6 separate regions of the Mus musculus genome follow, and all the other regions are linked to region 1. Evidence: chromatin contacts called from public Hi-C, HiChIP or PLAC-seq, capture Hi-C and promoter capture Hi-C data. All regions are on one chromosome and are shown on one strand. Each heading gives the region's core, a stretch centred on a gene start, on an enhancer-like site or on the middle of the called end of the contact. The rest is flanking DNA. Distances are from core to core; before and after follow the strand shown. Region 1 holds the start of Ptgr1 (prostaglandin reductase 1). Region 2 holds the start of Snx30 (sorting nexin family member 30). Region 3 holds the start of Hsdl2 (hydroxysteroid dehydrogenase like 2). Region 4 has its middle 17 kb from the start of Musk. Region 5 overlaps E130308A19Rik (RIKEN cDNA E130308A19 gene). Region 6 holds the start of E130308A19Rik (RIKEN cDNA E130308A19 gene).

What was found. A called contact is a pair of places that touch in the nucleus more often than the background predicts. HiChIP or PLAC-seq counts read pairs in DNA pulled down with a chosen protein or histone mark. Capture Hi-C pulls out chosen DNA fragments and counts their contacts.
Region 2: a contact with region 1 is called in a promoter capture Hi-C map of liver, with 4 times the contacts expected there. The contact joins the promoter of Snx30 here to the promoter of Ptgr1 in region 1. A contact is called at or near these places in 3 of 39 promoter capture datasets (the C10 cell line, liver and pre-B cells), 1 of 115 datasets of contacts at active chromatin or transcription factors (the 230-238 cell line) and 2 of 9 other capture datasets (adipose tissue and liver).
Region 3: a promoter capture Hi-C map of liver shows a contact between it and region 1, with 9 times the contacts expected there. The contact joins the promoter of Hsdl2 here to the promoter of Ptgr1 in region 1. A contact is called at or near these places in 13 of 39 promoter capture datasets (the 3T3-L1 cell line, the C10 cell line, the HPC-7 cell line and 8 more), 2 of 15 datasets of contacts at CTCF or cohesin (large pre-B cells and pro-B cells), 27 of 484 Hi-C or Micro-C datasets (B cells, the Ba/F3 cell line, CD4 T cells and 14 more), 18 of 115 datasets of contacts at active chromatin or transcription factors (the 230-238 cell line, the SCID.adh cell line, T-cell acute lymphoblastic leukemia and 13 more) and 5 of 9 other capture datasets (adipose tissue, embryonic stem cells, liver and 2 more).
Region 4: a contact with region 1 is called in a Hi-C map of tail fibroblasts, with 5 times the contacts expected there. The contact joins the enhancer-like site here to the promoter of Ptgr1 in region 1. A contact is called at or near these places in 12 of 39 promoter capture datasets (the 3T3-L1 cell line, 3T3-L1-derived adipocytes, the HPC-7 cell line and 8 more), 3 of 15 datasets of contacts at CTCF or cohesin (the NIH/3T3 cell line, large pre-B cells and pro-B cells), 33 of 484 Hi-C or Micro-C datasets (3T3-L1-derived adipocytes, B cells, the C2C12 cell line and 19 more), 10 of 115 datasets of contacts at active chromatin or transcription factors (the NIH/3T3 cell line, astrocytes, craniofacial prominence and 7 more) and 1 of 9 other capture datasets (embryonic stem cells).
Region 5: a contact with region 1 is called in an H3K4me3 HiChIP or PLAC-seq map of the 230-238 cell line, with 12 times the contacts expected there. The contact joins the enhancer-like site here to the promoter of Ptgr1 in region 1. A contact is called at or near these places in 2 of 39 promoter capture datasets (the C10 cell line and the HPC-7 cell line), 2 of 115 datasets of contacts at active chromatin or transcription factors (the 230-238 cell line and large pre-B cells) and 1 of 9 other capture datasets (embryonic stem cells).
Region 6: a capture Hi-C map of macrophages shows a contact between it and region 1, with 4 times the contacts expected there. The contact joins the promoter of E130308A19Rik here to the promoter of Ptgr1 in region 1. A contact is called at or near these places in 8 of 39 promoter capture datasets (the 3T3-L1 cell line, the C10 cell line, fetal liver and 3 more), 3 of 115 datasets of contacts at active chromatin or transcription factors (the 230-238 cell line, bone marrow-derived macrophages and large pre-B cells) and 3 of 9 other capture datasets (adipose tissue, liver and macrophages).

Annotation. Positions count from the first base shown.
Region 1 is chr4:58,985,435-58,988,632 of GRCm38.p6, reverse strand. Ptgr1 (prostaglandin reductase 1) reads left to right here and starts at 1,555. Exons shown (of 10, transcript NM_025968.3): 1 at 1,555-1,595.
Region 2 is chr4:59,804,343-59,807,578 of GRCm38.p6, reverse strand. Snx30 (sorting nexin family member 30) reads right to left here and starts at 1,929. Exons shown (of 9, transcript NM_172468.2): 1 at 1,354-1,929. The coding sequence starts at 1,509.
Region 3 is chr4:59,580,149-59,583,183 of GRCm38.p6, reverse strand. It overlaps Hsdl2 (hydroxysteroid dehydrogenase like 2), which reads right to left and starts at 1,621. Exons shown (of 11, transcript NM_024255.3): 1 at 1,409-1,621. The coding sequence starts at 1,425.
Region 4 is chr4:58,267,779-58,270,990 of GRCm38.p6, reverse strand. It overlaps the pseudogene Gm30907. Among named protein-coding and RNA genes, the nearest start is that of Musk, 17 kb to the left of the region's middle. Within about 2 kb of position 1,905, at least 18 of the 459 cell types and tissues checked have an H3K27ac peak or open chromatin away from gene starts, as enhancers often do. A contact at or near this core is called in the C2C12 cell line, the HL-1 cell line, the NIH/3T3 cell line and 1 more, where this site is marked.
Region 5 is chr4:59,726,658-59,729,607 of GRCm38.p6, reverse strand. The region is part of intron 2 of E130308A19Rik (RIKEN cDNA E130308A19 gene); the gene reads right to left. Among named protein-coding and RNA genes, the nearest start is that of Inip, 56 kb to the left of the region's middle. Within about 2 kb of position 1,562, at least 20 of the 459 cell types and tissues checked have an H3K27ac peak or open chromatin away from gene starts, as enhancers often do.
Region 6 is chr4:59,624,756-59,627,968 of GRCm38.p6, reverse strand. E130308A19Rik (RIKEN cDNA E130308A19 gene) reads right to left here and starts at 1,758. Exons shown (of 4, transcript NM_001015681.2): 1 at 1,478-1,758.

The sequences.
Region 1 (3,198 bases), core at 306-2,805:
TTATAGATTGTAGTCATGGAGCAGAACACCAGAAGAAGCAACTCCAGCCTTGAGGAATTAGTGGTTGTATACCTCAGTTAGGGAATAATACGATACAATAGAATAAACAAATAATAAACTATATCTGTCTATTTGGAAGATGTCTGTGACATTAAATCAGACTTCCCTCACCCCTTCCAAAAAACCTCGAGGCTGGGGACACAGCTCAGTGGCAGAGTACAGACTGGACATCTGTGAGGCCTGGGGTTCAACCAAATGAACACATAAGTAAACAAAGAAATAGAAGGACTCCAATTTGGTTAAAAACCAGAAAAGTCCTTTCTATGTATTCCTGAATGACCAGAGCAAAGGAATGAAAAGCAGTCAGTGACAGTAAAAACCGTGGATTCAAAGAAGACGAAAAGAAGACGGAGACTAAAGAAGGGGTGATGGCGACTAAAGAGTTAAAACATTTTTGCACTATGGCATGGCTTAGGAAGTTAGCCTGAGTCTTGGTGACCCATCAATGAACAAGTCGCTGAGATCTGGCACCCATTCTCCCACAGGCTGGTCCTAAGGTGAGACACAAAGATGGAAAATAAGAGGGACAGGAAGGGAGAGAAGCTGATCGCTCAAAAACCTGGGTAGGTTCCCTATGGGGATCAGAAACTCCAAGATAAAAGGTCAAGGTCGCCTAAGGAGAAGGTGGTGGTGGTGGGGGGGGGGGGGGTTCTGAGCCCATCACCTCAAGCAAGATTGTTCAACGAATGTTTGTGACTTAAGAGTTTTTTTGTTTTTTTGTTTTTGTTTTTTTTTTTTAATGAACTGGGTGCTCTCTCTGCCGTGAGCCTGAGCAACGGTCCTCAGGAAGCCTCCCTAACGTTTCCTTTACAGAAGGGCGGTCTTTAGGACAGAGTAAACCAGCTTGCACCCCACCCCCTTCCATAGTTAAGCTTAGGTGCAAATTATATTCTTTGAGCGCTGTGACTTAGGCATTGCCCGGGAGCATAGATTTCTAAATGTTCTGCTTACATCCTTACATCGAAAGCAAGTGTTTTCCCTCACCATTAATAAACTAGCTGTCTTTGGGACTTAACCTGAACGGGATTCTTGATCTGGGGACACCAGGCTGCTGGAAGCAAGCAATGCAGACTCCATCTCCCCACTGCCACAACTACATTTTATTTCACCTTATTCTTTACGAAATATATTTTTAGATGCCATGACTGCACACCTTCTTTGTTAAGGTTTCAGAGAACCTAGCACCGGCCTCACGACAGGAAGTAGTCAGCAGCAGCAGCTGGCTTAACTAATGCTGGCCAGAGGTGGTAGGATTTTTCCTGAATTAACTGTGTAGTAGTTTCTTGTTTTCTTTGCTTCTGATGCAAACATAAATTGTGAACTTAAGCAAAAAAGAAAAAAAATATTTAAACACACACACACACCCCTCCCAATGTCCCTTCCCTGCTGTGTGTGGGCAGAAGCTCCAAAGCTTCCAGAAGTTGCCCCTCCCTGGAGAAGCCCCGCCCTCACCGACCGCCCAGTATAAGTCAAGTCCTGGGCGCTTTGCGAAGCATTCAGAGCGGTCTCCCGGGAAGGAGTTTCTGTGAGCTTGTGTAAGTAGACTCTACACTACTCTATTTGAGCCCTCTCTTTTCTCTCTTCCCTCCTCCAACCCCTTCTTTCTCCCCGCCGAGCATCTAGAGCCTGGTTGAGCAAGTGAGCACGGCAGGCACCCCCAATCCACCCCACCGGTACTCGGCGACTCCTGGGTTCTGCACTTAGGAAGTTAGGGAGGCCGGGGTCGTCTCGCGGTCCTGCACGCCCTTGAAGAGATTGAGACCCGCACTAGGAATAGGGCAAAGTCTGGCTGCCTGTTCCGTTGTGGGTGCATGGAGCGCGACTGCCAGCACCCAGGAAGGCCTGGGCAACAGAGTTTGCAGGATTGCCAAACTGATTCAAAAGAGAAGACAGGGGTGGGGATTTGCGCATGCGCAGTGAAAGCTACACTTGCAAGTCAGGCCATGTACGGAGAGGACCCTTTGCAAGGGGGACCTACTAGACCTGTGGCGACTTCAGAAGGACCAGGCGCTGCCTTTTTGGAAAAAGAGACGGAATTATGTATTCTTAAAACACAAGGGAAACCCGCCTGTGAAATAGATGTCTCCGCGTGTGAAAGTGCTTATCACACAAGTCCCATGACTTGAGTTCGATCCCTGAAACCACGGGTGGAAGGCGGGAACCCACTCCTGAAGTCGCTTTAGGCTCTCGGTGACACGCAAGCGCCCTCACCCACACACCTGCATCATGTACACACGAACTAGTAATAACAGTAAACTAGATTAAACCTGAGCGAGCATGCCTGTTATATCTTGGCATGTAGAAGCAAGAGGATGGAAGGTTCCAAGATAGCTTCTGCTATAGTGAGTTCAAGGCCAGCCTTGGCTACACAGACGGGCGCTGTAATCAGAAAAACAAGTTGAGCTGGGCAGTGGTGGCACATCCTTTAGTCCCAGCACTTGGGAGGCAGAGGCAGGCGGATTTCTGAGTTCGAGGCCAGCTTGGTCTACAGAGTGAATTCCAGGACAGCCAAGGCTATACAGAAAAACTCTGTCTCAGAAAAACTAAACCAAACCAAAACAAAAATCTAAGAAAAAGAAAAACAAGTTGAACTCATGAATATGGGGTGAAATGATAGTTATTAGAGGCTGAAAAGGGCTAAAAGTATTTGTGAAAGGGTACAGAAACATGAGTGTGGCTCTTTAAACAATAATGATATATAATAATAATAATAATAGTTCAAACCAAGCAGATTATTTCTCATGAAAATAGAAGCTAAAGAAGGCGATGGGTATGTTAGGCACTCTACATTGCAGACACTGTGTCCTATCAAGGTAAGTTTAAATTTGTCAATTAAAAAAAAATCTTACTTTGCAGGGCAGGTGACATGGAGGCTGGAGAGATGACTCAGACGTTAAGATCACTTGTATAGGGTTCGGTTCCGATTACCAGGCCACATAATGGTTCTCATGAAGCTCGGATTGTAAGATCACTAAGGCCAGCCTGGGTTTCGAGAACCCACGTTGCAAACAGCTACAAGCCAATAGGAAGGAAGGGTAGGGCTTTGGATTGGCTCTCCACCCTATGTCCAGGGTGAACTAACTGGTTAGCCTTGATTGCTTATCTGAAGAATTCACTGGGGTCCCACGTGATGATGGG
Region 2 (3,236 bases), core at 680-3,179, 820 kb before region 1:
AACCTTAGTTCCCATTCTACATCCATTCAAAATCAATGTCTCTGCTAATAATAAGAAAAAAATTATCATTCAGGCATTCAATGATCACTCTTTGAATGTCAAACATAAGGGAGGGTTTGCAAGCTGCCTATGTTTTCACATAATCTTAAAATCTATAAAAAGCAATGACCACAGAGGTACCAGTGTGAACGCAAGAACATATTTTGAGCTGTTCAATGTATCCATTTCATTAGTTTAGGCTTTATAAATCCCTATCACTTCCCGGTCATTCTGAGAGCTTAGGCCCAGCAAGTCACACTCTCCCATAGGAAATGTTACCTCCCACATGCCTTTCCCATCTAAGAGAAGAAGTAAAGTTAAGTCTCCCAATTCCACTCATTCCATTAATACTACGGAAAGGAAGAATTCATTTACTATTTTAATAGGAGGAAGAGACCCTGATCTCAAGTGCTAAGAACAATTGGAATGTCTGCAACTCGTGACTAAGTGGCAGCAGGAGCGCAGATACAATCGCTGCTCAAAATCCTGGTCACAGCTGAAATGGAGATGGGGGCGGGGAGGGGGGAGATGCAGTCTCTTCCTCCTCCCCACGGGACTTTGCTGTCTCTCAAAGCAGCAGGAGAGTATAGCAAAACGACCAAGAGCCTCCCTCTGCACAAAGAAGGTCAAAGGGCGAGCTTGCTTTCCGTCAACCACAAAACCAGCCACTGCCAAACCTAATCAATGTGGTTCGCTATAAGAGGTGAATGAAGCCCTAGACAGAAAACCAGAGACTCTCCTCTAGCCGCCGCTGAGGTCGGAGTCAGGTGACTCCTGGGGCAAACAGCAAACCTAAACAAAGATCACTCCCCACATGACCGACTGGGGAGAAGATGAGCAAGGCTGCTCAGACCCACCCCGGAAAACCATTAGCCATTAACTCTTGCTTTTTTTTTTTGCAGTCCGGGGAAACTGGAGGCGCCAACAAGTTATTCCTATTCTGCAGCTCCTCTTCAAGGAATGCACCTAGAGGGGTGAGGGACCTCATTCTCGGGACACAGAGGCGAAGTACCGCAGCACACGCCCCGGGTCCCCACATGCTTGCTGCAACCCGAACCCCTCCCCACCAGCTGTCACCCGCGCTCGGGGCCACTCTCAGCCAGGGAAAACACATGCCCTCTGGCCGCTTAGCCTGCAGCTGCGACCCCGCGGGGGCAGTGAGAGGACAGGCTTTGGCCAAGGGCTGTTGGGGCCAAAGCACGCCTAACCTCCGGGAAAGGGGCGCCAGGATGAGCGCGGCCCAGTGTCAGGGGTGGTCCTGGATCCATCCTCCTCCCGCTCCGCCCCAGGAGTCCCCAGCCCCAAGCGCCCCACCTTGTCACCGAAGCTGCGGGCCATCAGTAGGTCCGGGCTGGGCGTGCTGTCGCCTCCCACGGCCTCCTCGCTGCTGGAGCCGGCTAGCGGGTGCGGCATGTCGCGCAAGGACTGGGGCCCCGTGGACGGCAGGGCCTTGGGGGGCCCGCCCGCCATGGCGCGCAGCGCTCGGGACCCGGGCCGCCGCTTACTCCCGCAGCTCTCCGCCCCACTCGGCCCGAGGCCCTGCACTAGCTGGTGGTGGCAGCCTCCGCCCGATGCTTCTCCTGCCCGCGAGGCTGAGCTTTCCCGAGCGTTACACCACAGCTCCGTGGGCTAAGCCGCGCCAAACCCCAGCACCTCCGACCCTGCGCCCTGCTAGCAGCGCCACGCCGCCCACGGCTCTCAGCCCCGCCCCCGCGGAGCCTCTGCCCGCCGGGAGGGAGGGCGGGACGCAGGGTGGGGCGGAGCTTGAAGGAGGAGGCGGCCCGCCCCGCCCACCTCCCGGCAGGAAGTGCGCCCACTGGCAGCTTCGCTGGGGGCTCAGAAAGCATCAGTGTGAGTTAGGATCTTCCAGCCACACTGCACACGCAGAAAGAAATAAAAATGTGGAGCGTGTCTTAGTATCGTAAAGGGTTACGTGGCTCAGAGGAACTAGAGAACATCCAGTAGAAAAACTAGAAGGACATTTAAAGAGGCAGTGTGGTATGTCTTCAACTCCACACTGAAGTCCCCATACCGACTGGCTTCTGCAGCTAAGCGGGGTTTATGTAAGGCGAAACCTCAGAAGCATGAGCATCCGTAAATAGCGTGTGCTACAAATGATTTACGGTCCTGACGTGCACACTTAGCCAACCAGGTCTGCAAGAACCGTGAGGTCCTAGTTGTTTTTCACGCATTGATGGTTCCTATACTGGCCTCGGGCCGAACTGAATTCTCCAGAGCTTTTATTCGCTGCCATGGTGGAGATAGACTGGGCTTTACTTCCAGCTCTTTAAAGTATATCATTGTCCCCTTTTCCACTTACCTGTCACTGGCGCTTCAGTCTCGAAGGTCAAGTTAGAGGGTCATCTGCCCATCTAGCAAACACGTAAATACTGTGTGGGGCTCACTGTGAAGAAAGACATTTTTTCCAGTCCTTGAACTTCTTAGGTTTGTCCAGTTTTCCTGTTAAAAAATGGTGACAGGTTTTAACATTGGGATTCACAAAGGTCTCTCTCTATCTGTCACACTTTCTCTAAAAACAAAACATGTAGAATGCAGAATTGAAACCAACCCAAAATAACTACCAGAGTCTCATTTAACTTCAGTGGCCCCCTTCTGACGTAGTCCAAAGAGTTGAGCCCTTAGTACAGTATCCATTGTCTTTTATCTCCTCCAGAGCAGTCTGCCTTGGTTGGGAAAATAATATTGAAAGGGCACTAAACAGCAATTTTAAATGCTGTATCTGCCTCATGGGAGTGCTAGGGTCTGATCTCCTGAGTTGGGCAAAATTGTCACTTCATTTATATCTAGGAGCTGCCTAAAACTATTGCATACCCTATTATCTTCATTAAAGTAAACAATACAAATATAACTAGAAACGACTGATCTATAGATATCTGGCAGATCTTCTTCTTGAATATTGTTATTTATTTAAACAATTAGGCCACCTCAACATAATGGTGCTCTTAAGATTTCACAGAAGTAGGGCTGAAGAGATGGCTCAGTGGTTAAGAGTATTGACTACTCTTATAGAGGTTCTGAGTTCAATTCCCAGCAACCACATGGTGGCTCACAACCATCTGTGATGGGATCTGATGCCCTCTTCTGATGTGTCTGAAGACAGCGACAGTGTACAGTGTACTCATATAAATAAAATTTTTAAAACAACACTGCTTTTATACAGAACCTAGATTTGACAA
Region 3 (3,035 bases), core at 372-2,871, 590 kb before region 1:
TCACCAGCCCCGTTTACATTCAATTCAAACCAAAATAAAACAAAAGAATAATAATGGAAGCAAAGATAGAATAAAACACCACCAAGAAAAAGATAACAAACAGCTGGAAATGACTTAATATCCAACAATTGGAAACAGGTTAAGTACATAATGGTCTTCAATAATAGTTTGCAACCATTAAAGAGGACAAGGACAGGCTCATGCCTTTAATCTCAACTCTGGGGAGGCAGAGGCAGGAGGAACTCCCTGAGTTCAAGACCAGCCTGGTCTACAGAGAGAGTTCCAGGATAGCTAGGGCACAGACAAACCTTGTCTCAAAACAACAACAACAAACAAAACAAGAGGACAAAGACAAGCTGTGTGTACTGGAAACCTAAGTATGTGCCAAGACATGTCAGGTAAAAACAGCAAGCCCAAAATGGAGTTTGCTACTATTTTCTAAAAAGAAGGTATCCCTGTAAGGTATACAAAATATGTTGATAAGTACAAAAAATACAAACAGAAAGAAACTGGAGTTTTAAAGAGACTTATACCCTTTTGAACTATTTAAGTCTTTTAGCTGTCTATATGTGTCAAACTAATTACAGAATGGGCTTAACTTGTCACTCTGCTTAAGATAAACTTTATAGAACATAGTGGACCTACCTGAGTTCAGCAGGAACCAAGGGCAAGAAGAATCGGGAAGAACATTGTTTAATGGGTATTTGTTTTGATTTTGTAAAGTCCTGGTGACTGGCTGCACAATTGTGTCTCTATATAAGTGGGCTTGGGGGAGGGGGTGTAGACAAGGTTCTAACTCTGTAGCGTTTGCTGACAGAGTGAGCCTAGCACACTCACTATGTAGACCAGAACAGCCTCGAATCAATAGATCTTCTGACCCTGCTTCTGAGTGCTGGCATTAAAAGCAGGCGCCACCGCACCTGGCTAGGCTGGGATAAATATACTTCATTTTTAAGTAAAATAAATAAATAAACCCCTTACCAGAAATGTTCGTATTGTAACATTTTAACTCGCTACTAACTTGAAAACCATTTTCAAAACACCATTCTTCTATTATTCTACAATCAAGCATACAAACAGAAAATCTGAAGTCACTGTCTCAAGCGACCTTTCGCCTAGAAGATGAAAGCAACATTGTCACCAGGCCAAGCTAAAGGCGAGATGGGGCTACAACGGGTCGTCGGGGACACCTACGCTCGCGACCTTTCCCCGTGGAGTATCTGACACCACTGCCCCTTGCAGTGTACAACTTTTGAGTCTCAGTAGTACAGAACTTTGGGTTCTCGTGCATGCGCAGGTCCCAGCGACTCTATCTTTCCGCGAACCGGTGTTCCAGAGCGCGCGGCTCTGGGTTGCGCCGGCGACCTGCCGACTGGCCCCTGACCCCATCCCACCCCCGTCCTCTTACCCAGTGTTGGGCAGCATGACCTTCGCAGTTCAGAGAACTTGGTGGCAGTGGAACAGCAGCGAGCTGTGAGTGACAGGCGAACTTTCTCTCCGCATTTAGCCGCGCCCCGGGCCCCGCCCCGAGACCCGCTCGGGGACCGGCCCTCCTACAAGACCGAGATCCTACAAGACCGAGAGCTTACAAGACGGTGTGCGCCTGCGCACACCGGGCACTGGGCGGTTCTTCCCGCAGTTCTACAAACGACACCCAGGAAACCAACGCTCTGCGCAGGCGCTTTGGAGTACACCTCCGCCCCGCCCCTTTCCCGAGTCTGTAGGTGACAATCAGTTTCTCCTGTGGGCCACTGGCGTGTCTAGAGCATCATTACTACGTAGGCTTTTCCTCCTCAGCCTAGGTTCGGCGCATCGACGGCTCCCAGCCAGCCAGATGGCGGATTGAGGGGCGCTCCGGGGACTGACTTGAGGGTGCTGGGCGTCGTTTTCCCCTGTCTGTCCCCGAGCCAAGGCGCTCTCTCCGAAGAACACTTGTAGACATCTGAAAAATGCTTTTTGCAGAAGCCGGTCACTCTCATTTTCGCTGCCACTGAATCTAAATTTAGCCTGACCTCCAGTGTCTGGAGACAGGAGTTTCTGGAAGAGATCTTTGCAAAGGTCTCCCGCAAGCGTTCATCGTATGATCCGGGCCACAGAAATCAAGGTTGGAGAAGGAATCCTCAGTCCTGGAATGAATGCCGGAATGAGGTCGAGTCTGGGATTCAGTTTCGTTCTTGGAGTTATACCTAACTGAGCTACCCAGGAAATGAAATTGTTTTGTATTTTGTAGCGGGAGAAAAAGATGCTAACGAGGTTGTTATCTAAAGCTTAGTTCAGAAAACAACTTAAGACAGGTAGGTATATACTCTCCTAATTGTCAAACTTGCTGGATCTTTTGGAAGAGCAGCCAGTGCTCAGACAAGAGAAACCTGCACATCAAATCCTACACTCTCCTGACCCTGCGCAGCTAGAGCAGTTATTACTCCCTCCCTCTCCCTGACGATACCCCCACCCCCGCGGGGGGTGGGGAAAGGCAAATGCCAGCCTTGAGAACAAAAGAAAAGCAGCATACCCTAGCCTCCACGTCACTTAAACTCGACCCCTTTTGATTAACAACCAACATTTCTCACAGTGCAGATGGCTCCTTGCTGTTGAAGGAAACCGAAGCCAATACCCTTGAAATGATAATAGCCCACTCTTAGACTATGAAAAAGAGACAAACGTTCCCAGACAGCTGTGGCCGGTTGTAAACATATCAGAAGCGGTTCTGATAGCACAAGTTACTCTTCCCAGGTCAGAAAGGTACCTTTTCAGCTACACGGTTCTGCCCTGCTGTCTGAACAAATGTTATCAGGTTTAAAGGACAGCATTCCTTTACCCTCTCCTATATTGCCAACACAAAAACCCGCTTGCGGGTTTTTTTCTTTATAAACCCCCTTTACTTAGGCCTGGGGGTTCACTCTTTCCTGTTCTGTCAGGAAGGTTGGTGGCCCAAGCTCGAGCTTAAATAAAGACCCTCATGCGATTACAGTGGGGTATGATTCCTGGTCCTCTCCTTGGGATTTTTACAATCTGGGCACAACACTCTTAACCAG
Region 4 (3,212 bases), core at 656-3,155, 720 kb after region 1:
ACAGTGGGGCACATGCGCAATCCTAGCAACAGGAGGTGGAAACAGGAGGATCAGAAGTTCAAAGGCATCCTTGGCTTCCTAATACGTTTGAGGCAATCCTGAGGTCCATGAGACCTTGTCTGGGAAGTAATAGGCAGGTTGTAAGGAGGGAAGAGGGGAGAGAGGACAGTGTCAGAGAGGTGTGCTGAGAACACATGGGAGTCTGAGGATGCTCACACAGATTGGCGTTTGAGCTGAGAAGTCAACTAGGCACATAGGAGGTCAGGAAAAGGAGTATTTGGGGAAGAATCCCAGGAAGTGGATTCCATAGGATGCAGGGATATGAGAGCTATTCTTGCATGATTTTTCTTTCATTTTGTGCCTTTTTGTGGCTGCCAAGTGAAAGCTATATGCCGAAGGGTGCAAAGGAAAAAAATTAAAAGGAACAGACAGAATCACTTTGCATGCCTCATGGGTTATTCTCAGACCTCATGATATCATCTCAGGAGTGGAACACCTGCCTAATATGTATAAACTTCTGGGTTCAATCTCCAACAACAACAACAACAACAAATTAGAAAAGATAGAAGCAAGTTTTTAATTATGTGTAAATAAGTAAACAAAAATCTAAAGTTTCTAATGCAGAAATTCACCACTGCTATAGTGTGTTGTGTGTGTGTGTGTGTGTGTGTGTGTGTGTGCACAGACATGTAGTTTTGCTCCTAAGTCTCCAGGCCCTTCACCCTTCCACTTTCAGGACCTGCTATGGCATCAAGACCCTGTCTATCATTAATGATGCTGCAGCTTCCAGATTCTACTTTCCATGTAACTAAAGCATATCGCATGATCACATGACCAGGATGAGCCAATGAGATTCTTCATGCAAAAACAAAGCAAAATGTTGCTTTAGGGTTCATTCATCATGGCGCATGGCAGCAGCAGCAGAGTCTGAAGGATCAGCCATGGTGACAGGAAGTCACAGGGTCCAGCAGCTCCTGGGCTGAACTTGAAAAAGTGCCTCCCAGCCATGACCTTGTTTTTCACTCAGATTTCTAGTTTACGTATTTAGGCTTGTGGTTGATTTCTAGAGCTTCACACTCTTCTAGAAAATTCCTCATAGCATACATTAGATAGAGCTGGTGTTGGTTGTTGACAGTGAGAATGACAGGCAACAAAAGGGGCGTTTTGGGGGGGTTGTTTTGATTTGAGCTCTACCTGATGCTGTACTTTGTACTGTCCCACAAACAGAGTTTTCATAGGCATAAAAAGTTGTTACCATAACTCCTCACGGCCCAGCACTGGGTTCTCCCAATGTGAAGTTCAAGTGATTGGCATTTAGCTACCAAGTATCATTATTTTATAACACCATGTATTGTGCCCACTCATTGGTCCCAGGTGATCTCCCAACAGCCTCCTGGGCATCAACCATGTTTTGCATTTTTAACTGAGACTTCACAGAAATCTTAAGCTCCACCATTGAGTTTGGTCTCATCATGGCTTACATGCTGGGCCTTGCACTACATCTCACAGCTGAGCCAACTTTAAAATGTGACCTATTTTATGGTGCAGTACAAGCCAAGGCCTCTGAGTCCTTAATATGGGGTGGGTGGGTTGGTTGGTTGGTCTAACATTGAATGTAAGTCAATTGTAGCTTGCACACGTGGGTGTCACGTGGCCTTAGCCAGACCCTGTCAGGGCTCAAAGAGGGTCATGTTTGATTTATGTGTTCTTGATAGCACCTAGCTTTTTATTTGGATTTAGAGATAGCTTTAAACACATCAATCAAATGAGCTGTTTTAAAATCTTTCTTCTCAGCTGTCCCTGGTGCCAGATTGTCTAACAAATAGAGGCATAGACAGATGTAATTTGTGGCTGGTGGAGACAATTCTGTGTCATGCAGCAGGCCAGCTGATGGCACAATCCACAGCCTAGTCCATGCCTGACTCACAGGCAGTAAGTAGACTTCTAACTCATACCCAGATGGACGTTTAACTCCCCCACACATCAAGTAATGAAGGTTTGCCGCAGAAGATTGATGTAAACATTTGTTTGAAACTTGACAGTTGAACTTGGCATTGTATGATAACACACTTTTGCATATCACACTGTTCTTACTGGATTAAAAACTGATGTCTATGGTAACTTGCAAAACAGAACTTGGGCAAAATAATAAGCAGGATATGTGATATCTCATGTATGTACCAGAGACACATAAACAGACACTCCAGTCCCAAACACTTCAATAGGATTACAGTGTTTCTCTCATGATAGCAGGGTGAGAGAATAACCAGGATTTGTGTGCAAATAAAGCTCAGACATAAACATCAGGAATGAGATAGCCCTGGTTTCTAACAGAATTTAAGGATAAATATTTGTTACAGGGCTTATAACTGGCTACTCACTACAGTGCACAAAAAGCTTATTTAAAGTAACTTTTTAAAAAAGAAAATGGAGAAAGACTGTTTTAACAGGAAGAACAGAGGGTAGGAAAACTATAGAGTGACAGGAAATCTCTTTCTCAGAGCTCAGAAAGCAGCAAATACTGACCCTCACTATGGAAATGAGGTTTCTTCGGGTTGTTGCACTTTGGGATATGAAGCACAATGAAGAGCTACTTCTGTGACAAGGAGCCTGGCACTGACCAACTACTAGTGACTAGAGGAATGCCTTATTTCCAATGTTCTTTAGTTTCATCTTGACAAGGAAGTTAAACCCAAAGCACTCATAGCCCCCAGTCTTCCTGGCAGGTCCTGTAGGGTGCCTGTGTGCTTGATTGGCAGGGTCTAGTACAGCCTGAGGGCTCGGTCCTATCCAGATGTGTCAAAGTTTTATTAGGAACACCTGGGTCCCTAGGACACCCTACTGGGTTACCAGGAAATTTGGGTAGGAATGGGTTGGTAACCTTCATACTTTACAAAATCAGCGCTGCTGATAAAAGAAGTGAAACTTTGAAAGGCTGGAGTCCTGCACCTGTCCTGGTCGCTATTAGCTAGCTGCATGGGAACAGCCAAGAGAGCTGTCAGGAGGCCTGTAGACCTAAGCCAGCTGTGCCCCATGGGGATTTAGAGCACAGCTGTGCACGTGCCTAAATTCCATTTCTCAGGTGGCGTAAGTAAATGTCTCTGAAATATGCAGCATGACCTGTGGGTACCACTCTCTGTCTCTCTGCGTATGTAGTGCAGCAGGCGTCAGAACCTTCTTAGGGAGCCTGAAGTGAGGACCAAGGTCTTAGG
Region 5 (2,950 bases), core at 313-2,812, 740 kb before region 1:
CCCTTCATGGTTACATGCATGTATATGGAGTCCCTGGCTCTGTACATAGTGATAATATCCCAGGACCACTGCAGTATACCAGGCCAACAACTTGATTCTTTTTTTTCAAATTGGGACCTGCTTTTTTAAATTGGTAAAGTTACAAAAACAGCTACTTTGCAGAAAATAGTTTATTAACTGAAAACTGGTTGTCAGATCCAAATATAGAAAAGACAGTGTGACTGAACAGGCGCTCACTGGAGACACCATCAACACCCATTAGCTGAATTTATTGGGTTGCTTATTTCCATAAAGTTTAGGCTGTACCAACAAATGTATACATAAATAAAAACAACAACAGAAAAATCTCACTACATTAGAGGCAAATGTTATATACATGATGGAACCGACCACTGGGACACAAAACTAGAGTTTTATTTAAAGCACAAGTACACAGACAGTAATGAAGGCAGAACAGTGAGCTGAGAAAAATGAAACATCTTAGTGTGAAAGGTCAGTGAGCAGCAAAACAAAAATGAAAGTGATACCATATATACTCTTGGTCACAAAAGTTCTGTATTACAAACACTGACAGGCAGAGGATCACCTGACTAGAGAGCATCATACATCTGACATGTTAACACATGGTTCTCTCACCTGGACTCACCTTTCTCTGCTTCCCATCACAAGTTATAACTGTAGCAGCTTAAAGACATTTTAAAATATGACACGAGTGACAGAGACACATGTTTTTCCCACATAAATCATATAGAAGCCAGGGGCTAAAAGACACACAGGAAGATGCCAATCGACCAACTTGGGCAAGTCACACCCCCCCGCCCCCCCCCCCCCCCCAAAGCACGGCACAGCCCTCTGTGGTTTCAATGACATCCCTTAAGCATTAATTATGATTACGGTATTTCCAAACAGACGCCTGGTCTTAACCATAAAACAACAATGATAAGTCTGTCTTTTTATTCCCTAAGTACTTAGGGATGGAAGAAAAGGAGCTGCAAACACATCTCTACAACTTAGAAGCAGAACAGAGGACCTCCCTGGAGCAGAATACAGCCTCCATCCCACTAAGGCATGAGATTCTTCCTTGCAGTCGACACTTGCATCACATACTGATTCTGGTAAATTTAAGTAGGGCCATCCATTCAGTCTCCTCGCCAGACCTATGGGATTTTAGTTACATGTTTACATTACTGCATAGGAGAGGGAAATGATCCCTTAGTACAAGGTTGATCTGGCAACTCTGTGTCCAACTTTTGCAACAAGTATGTTTACAGTCATGGGGGAAATAGAAACAATAAATTAAAAACCTACCAAGTATACATACGGTTTGTTCAAAAAACTACAGTAGGACATAAAGGTCTTAGGATAGGGAGATATTCAAAACAGAAGATCCGAGGGTGGAAAAACAGCTGGAAGCAGGATTCAAACACATGCCCACTGTGAACCCAGAGACTTCATCACTGAAGCCATGCAGTTGTTGGTGTCTGAAATCTCCCAATACCAGAATCAAGAAACGCTGCGGTTCGGCTCTGGGGCTGGGTGAGCACAGCAGAGTTGTGCTGCACCACACGGACCTCAGTTCCTTTTTATTGCTTCCTCCCCCCCCCACCGCCCCCCGTAGGGGCGGACATTCAAAGCATATTCTGGTAGGCATGAGCAGGTAAATCACGCTGTGACCCTTTAATACAGTTCCTCATATAATGGTGACCCCCCACCATAGAATTATTTTTATTGCTACTTCCTAACTGTAATTCTGCTACTGTTATGAACTGTTAATATAAATATCTGGTATGCAGGATATCTGATATGTGAACCACGTGAAAGGGTCATTCAACACCCCCAAAAGGGTCACAATCCATAGGTTGAGAACTGCTGCTCTAAGCAAAGACATGGCAGGGGCCTTGACGAATTAGTTTTAATTATCTTAGAATTAAATCAGTAATTCTAGCACCAATGTGTCCAAACACAGCACTGGTTGTCACTATGCCCCTGACAGCCACACAAAAAGCTTCTGTGTAGCTAAGGAGATTATTCCTTCATGAAAGGAATCCTGTAATTATTACCTATTGAACTGATGGGGGGGGGGCTGCAGTAAGGGAGGGATTTTCGCATGTTGGTGTAAAAGGCTCTTTCAGAAGCAGCCTTCTTTGCTTAATATTTTATGACAGTCTAAGTAAGAGTGTGATGGTATTTGCCCCGTGTTGACTATAGAGTGAGTGCAGTAGATGGAGTTAGTCTGTTGGAGCAGCTTTCTTCCTGTCTTTGGAGTGTGTGTGGTGCCACCAAGTAGAGAAGGAAACACCAGGGACTGAATGGACAGACAGGTAAAAAGACCTGATGGATATAAGGCCGTGAACCACCTCAGCCCTAAGCAAATGCTTGACACAAAAGCTGACATTAGGTATACATTAAATTTAAATGTCTTATTCAGATTCAATTTTTATTATCTTTGATTATGTGTAAGTATGTGCAGAGGTTTTGGCCTGTAGCTAGAATTACAGACACCTGATATGTGGGACTATCATATATATATATATATATATATATATGATAGCTGGGACTCAAACTCAGGTCCTCCAGAGGAGCCATACATGTTCTTAACCACTGAGCCATCTCTCCAGCCCCTAAGTTACTAGTTACTCTTATAGATGCAATTCTATGTGAGCCATGCTGACACCTAAGACAATGTGTGCACCTCGAAGGCTTCTGCTGCTACACCATTCAAACTAAAAATACCTGACCGGGGAGGCCCTGCTGCCCCACTGTCTTCTACTGGACTTTGCCATAAAAATGCTCAAGTTTAAAAGAAGAAGATTCTCAGTGGCAAACAGAATTGCTGTTCTCTTTTCTGCAGGTGTGTGGCAGGAAGGCTCTCTCTGGAACGGAACAACACATGCGGAACAGCAGCTTGGCACTGCACGGTGACTACATTTCCTTCCGAAGAAGCCGCTAA
Region 6 (3,213 bases), core at 509-3,008, 640 kb before region 1:
AAATAGGGTACTTGAATAAAAGTACATTGAATTGTATTTTTTCTTAAAATTTTAACAACTTAATAGAAATTTAAGGAGCTTTCATACCATAGTATTTTTCCCTTCAAATTTAGATTTTCTTTTTAAAGGAATCTTCCATTTTCTCCAAATGGCTGTTTAGTGCTCCTCAAAACTATTAAAAACAAAAACCATTTCCCGGTAACAGTCAGACTTATGTATGTCAATATGAATTCTCACAGTAGACAAAAATAAAGTTTCTAAAAGTGAGGAACAAACAGATTAACATAGTGCATAACCCAATACCTACATAGAAACGTGAGTCTGTGAAATGAATTTTATGAATGCTTAATGTACTTCATTTATTATTTGATCATTTATGAACACATAGCAACTGTTCACGAAGTAAGCCAGCTAATCAAATAAGAAAAAACAGAGCTACTACCTTCCACCTTTCAAAACACTATATCTAACGTACAACAACCCTACCCTTGGTTTGTACGCATGTAAGGAATAAATGTATCATGTAAAATAAGGAAATACCGCTGGGAAAAATCACTTCTAACATCACGTTCTCTTCATATGCTATGAAAAAAAAAAAAATCTCCTATCTTAAAACGGAAAACAAAGGTTTTAGCCTGCATGGAAAGACTATCATTGTTTTACTCTCTAATGCAAGCCCTACCATAAAAGCTGTCACTACATGACACTCCAATTAACTGTTTAGTAGGTAGACTACTCTATCGGTGATAATCCTAAGGACCACAAGAAAAAACTTTACTCCACAACTTCAAAACAATTTCTTTAAAAATATTAAAAAAAAAAAAAATCAGCCATGTTCGATTTTCTCCATTTAAGTCACTGCCTGACCTTTAACATTTTAAATTAAAGTCAGCCGTAAGAAAACCACAAACATTTTTTGTTTGTCTGTTTGTTTGTTTGTTTGTTTCATCTGATGTGTTTGTTGCTGGTCAGCTCAACCTCCTCTCTCCAGGACACTAGGTTTCTTGATCTATTTGATAACAAACCCAAATCACTGTGCGCAGCCTCAGATTGGGGGGAGCTTTTGGGAGAAAGCCCTCCTCCGTTAGAAACAATAAATAAGGGAGCAAAGCGCCGCACGTTCCTTTACACGCCCCACACGCACCTCCCGGTACCTCCGGACAACCAAGCTAGTCCGGCAGAGCCCCGAGGTGTCTCAGACTCTGCAACTAGCTAGGCAGACCGTTCCTCCTCCGTCCCGCCCTCCTGCCCAGCTCGGGGGACGCCGGCGCACCGACAGTCCCCGCCAAGACGCCGCCGGCCGCGAACCGGTGCGCGCCCCGCTCTGCGCCCGCAGACCCCTCCGCCCCTAGCGCCCTCCCGCCTCGCTGGCCCGGAGCAGACAAAAGGAAGGTTCTGAGGGTCACGGCGCGGCCGCCCACACACAAAGAGGCCCCGCGCCCGCGTGCTCCCCAGCCCCGCGCGGGCTCTCACCCACCTGCAGGTGTCTGTGCGTCTGTCCATAGGAACGCGGGCGGTGGGGCCTGCGGGAGCCCGGCGGCCCGAGCTGGACGGGGAGGGACGGCGGGACGGAGGGCGGCAGCACCACAGCCGGAGGCCCCGGGGCCGGAGTCGGTGAACCGGGAAGGGCGCCCCACGGGCTGCGCGGCGGGTGACGGCGGTGGTGCGATGAGAGGGGGGGGCGCAGGCGCCAGCCTGGCTCGGCCACCGGCGCGCGCCGCTCCGTGCGCCCCGGGCTCCGCGCGCCCGGCTTGGAGCGCGGGGGCGGGGCCGCGCGGGGCGGGGCCGGAGAGGGGCGGGGCGGGGGCTCGGACCCCAGCTTCAGCCGGCACCGGAAGCGCTCCTCAGGCGGCGGGACCTACAGGAAGTGTGTAGCGACGCCCGCGGAAGGCGCTCGACCCGCGGCGCTCGCTGCCCTGAGGGGGCGCGGGCCAAGCTCCTGTCAGCGACGCGAGCAGCCCGGAGCCGGCCGAGCTCGGCCCCCGTCGCTCCGACAGGTACAGAACCCACGCACGGTCTGTGCCACTTTCCACGCGTGTCCGCTGTCCTGGCCTCCGCGCACTTCAGCCTAAACACTTGAAGTAAGCAGAGCTTGATCGCGTTAGAGGTGTGTGACACCTCAGACAGAGTTGTGCCGGGTGGCCTGGGACCCGCAGTGTACTTACTCCATAGTGTCCTAATGTCCCACCGCATCGCATCCACACACACATCTAATAAACTGGAGTTCCCAGGGAAAAAAATAAAGAATAGTGCAAGGTGTTAAAGATTCTACACGCCTTAATAATTTATTTATTGCCTACCCATCAAACTTAATACCCTCATGACCTTAGGAAACTCTTTAATATGTCTTTTTTAGCAGTGGCTAAAAAAGTGGTTAAGAGCACTGGCTGCTCTTCCAGAACACCAAGTTGATTCCCGGCAGTATCTCACAACAGTCTGGAGTTCAGTCCCCGCGGTACGACAGAGCGGTGCAGACGTACATGCTGGCAAAACGACCACTAATAATAATAGTAGTAGTAATAGTAAAAAGAAGGAAGAAATGTATTGTCAGCTGACCTCTAGCTTCCACTGATTCAAAAGCTACAAATCTCATCAGTACCTGAAACTTGTAAATTTGGCCCACTTTGCTGTAATCCACCAACCTGCAGGCCTTGCCATTTGGTAATTGCCTTGATTTTATGACTTCCTTTTTTCTGTAAATAATAATAATAATAATAATAAAAGCTAATGTAACTACTTCCACAGTGGAGCATGTCTTCCAGGGTAATCTGAATCCATGTTGCTGGCCATCATTTGTATTTGGCTCAAGAGTAGACTCACTGAGCTCAGAGCTGTACTTTGGCATCTACACATTCATCCCACCCCAGGAGTGGGGCCGTTGTAACAGCTAAAACTCTCAGAGGTGCTCTGATACACAAGGCACTAAAAGCTACCTACACAGCATGGCACCACTGAGACAAGGCTGTGTGTTTAAAAACCCCTTTCATAGCACCTCCCAGATATGTCTGTGCCAAGCACTTAGTAAGTTGTTAATTCAGTTAGTCCTAGGAACGCTACAAAACTGGTGCTACTAACATTACTATTCTATAGAAAATTTGATACAAAATGTAATTTTTTTTATGTGTGTGGGGGTTGTTCTGCTTGCATGGATATCTCTGTGCCAGAGATGCCCTCGGTGCCTTCCCAGGCCAGTAGAGGGTGTCAAATGTCCTG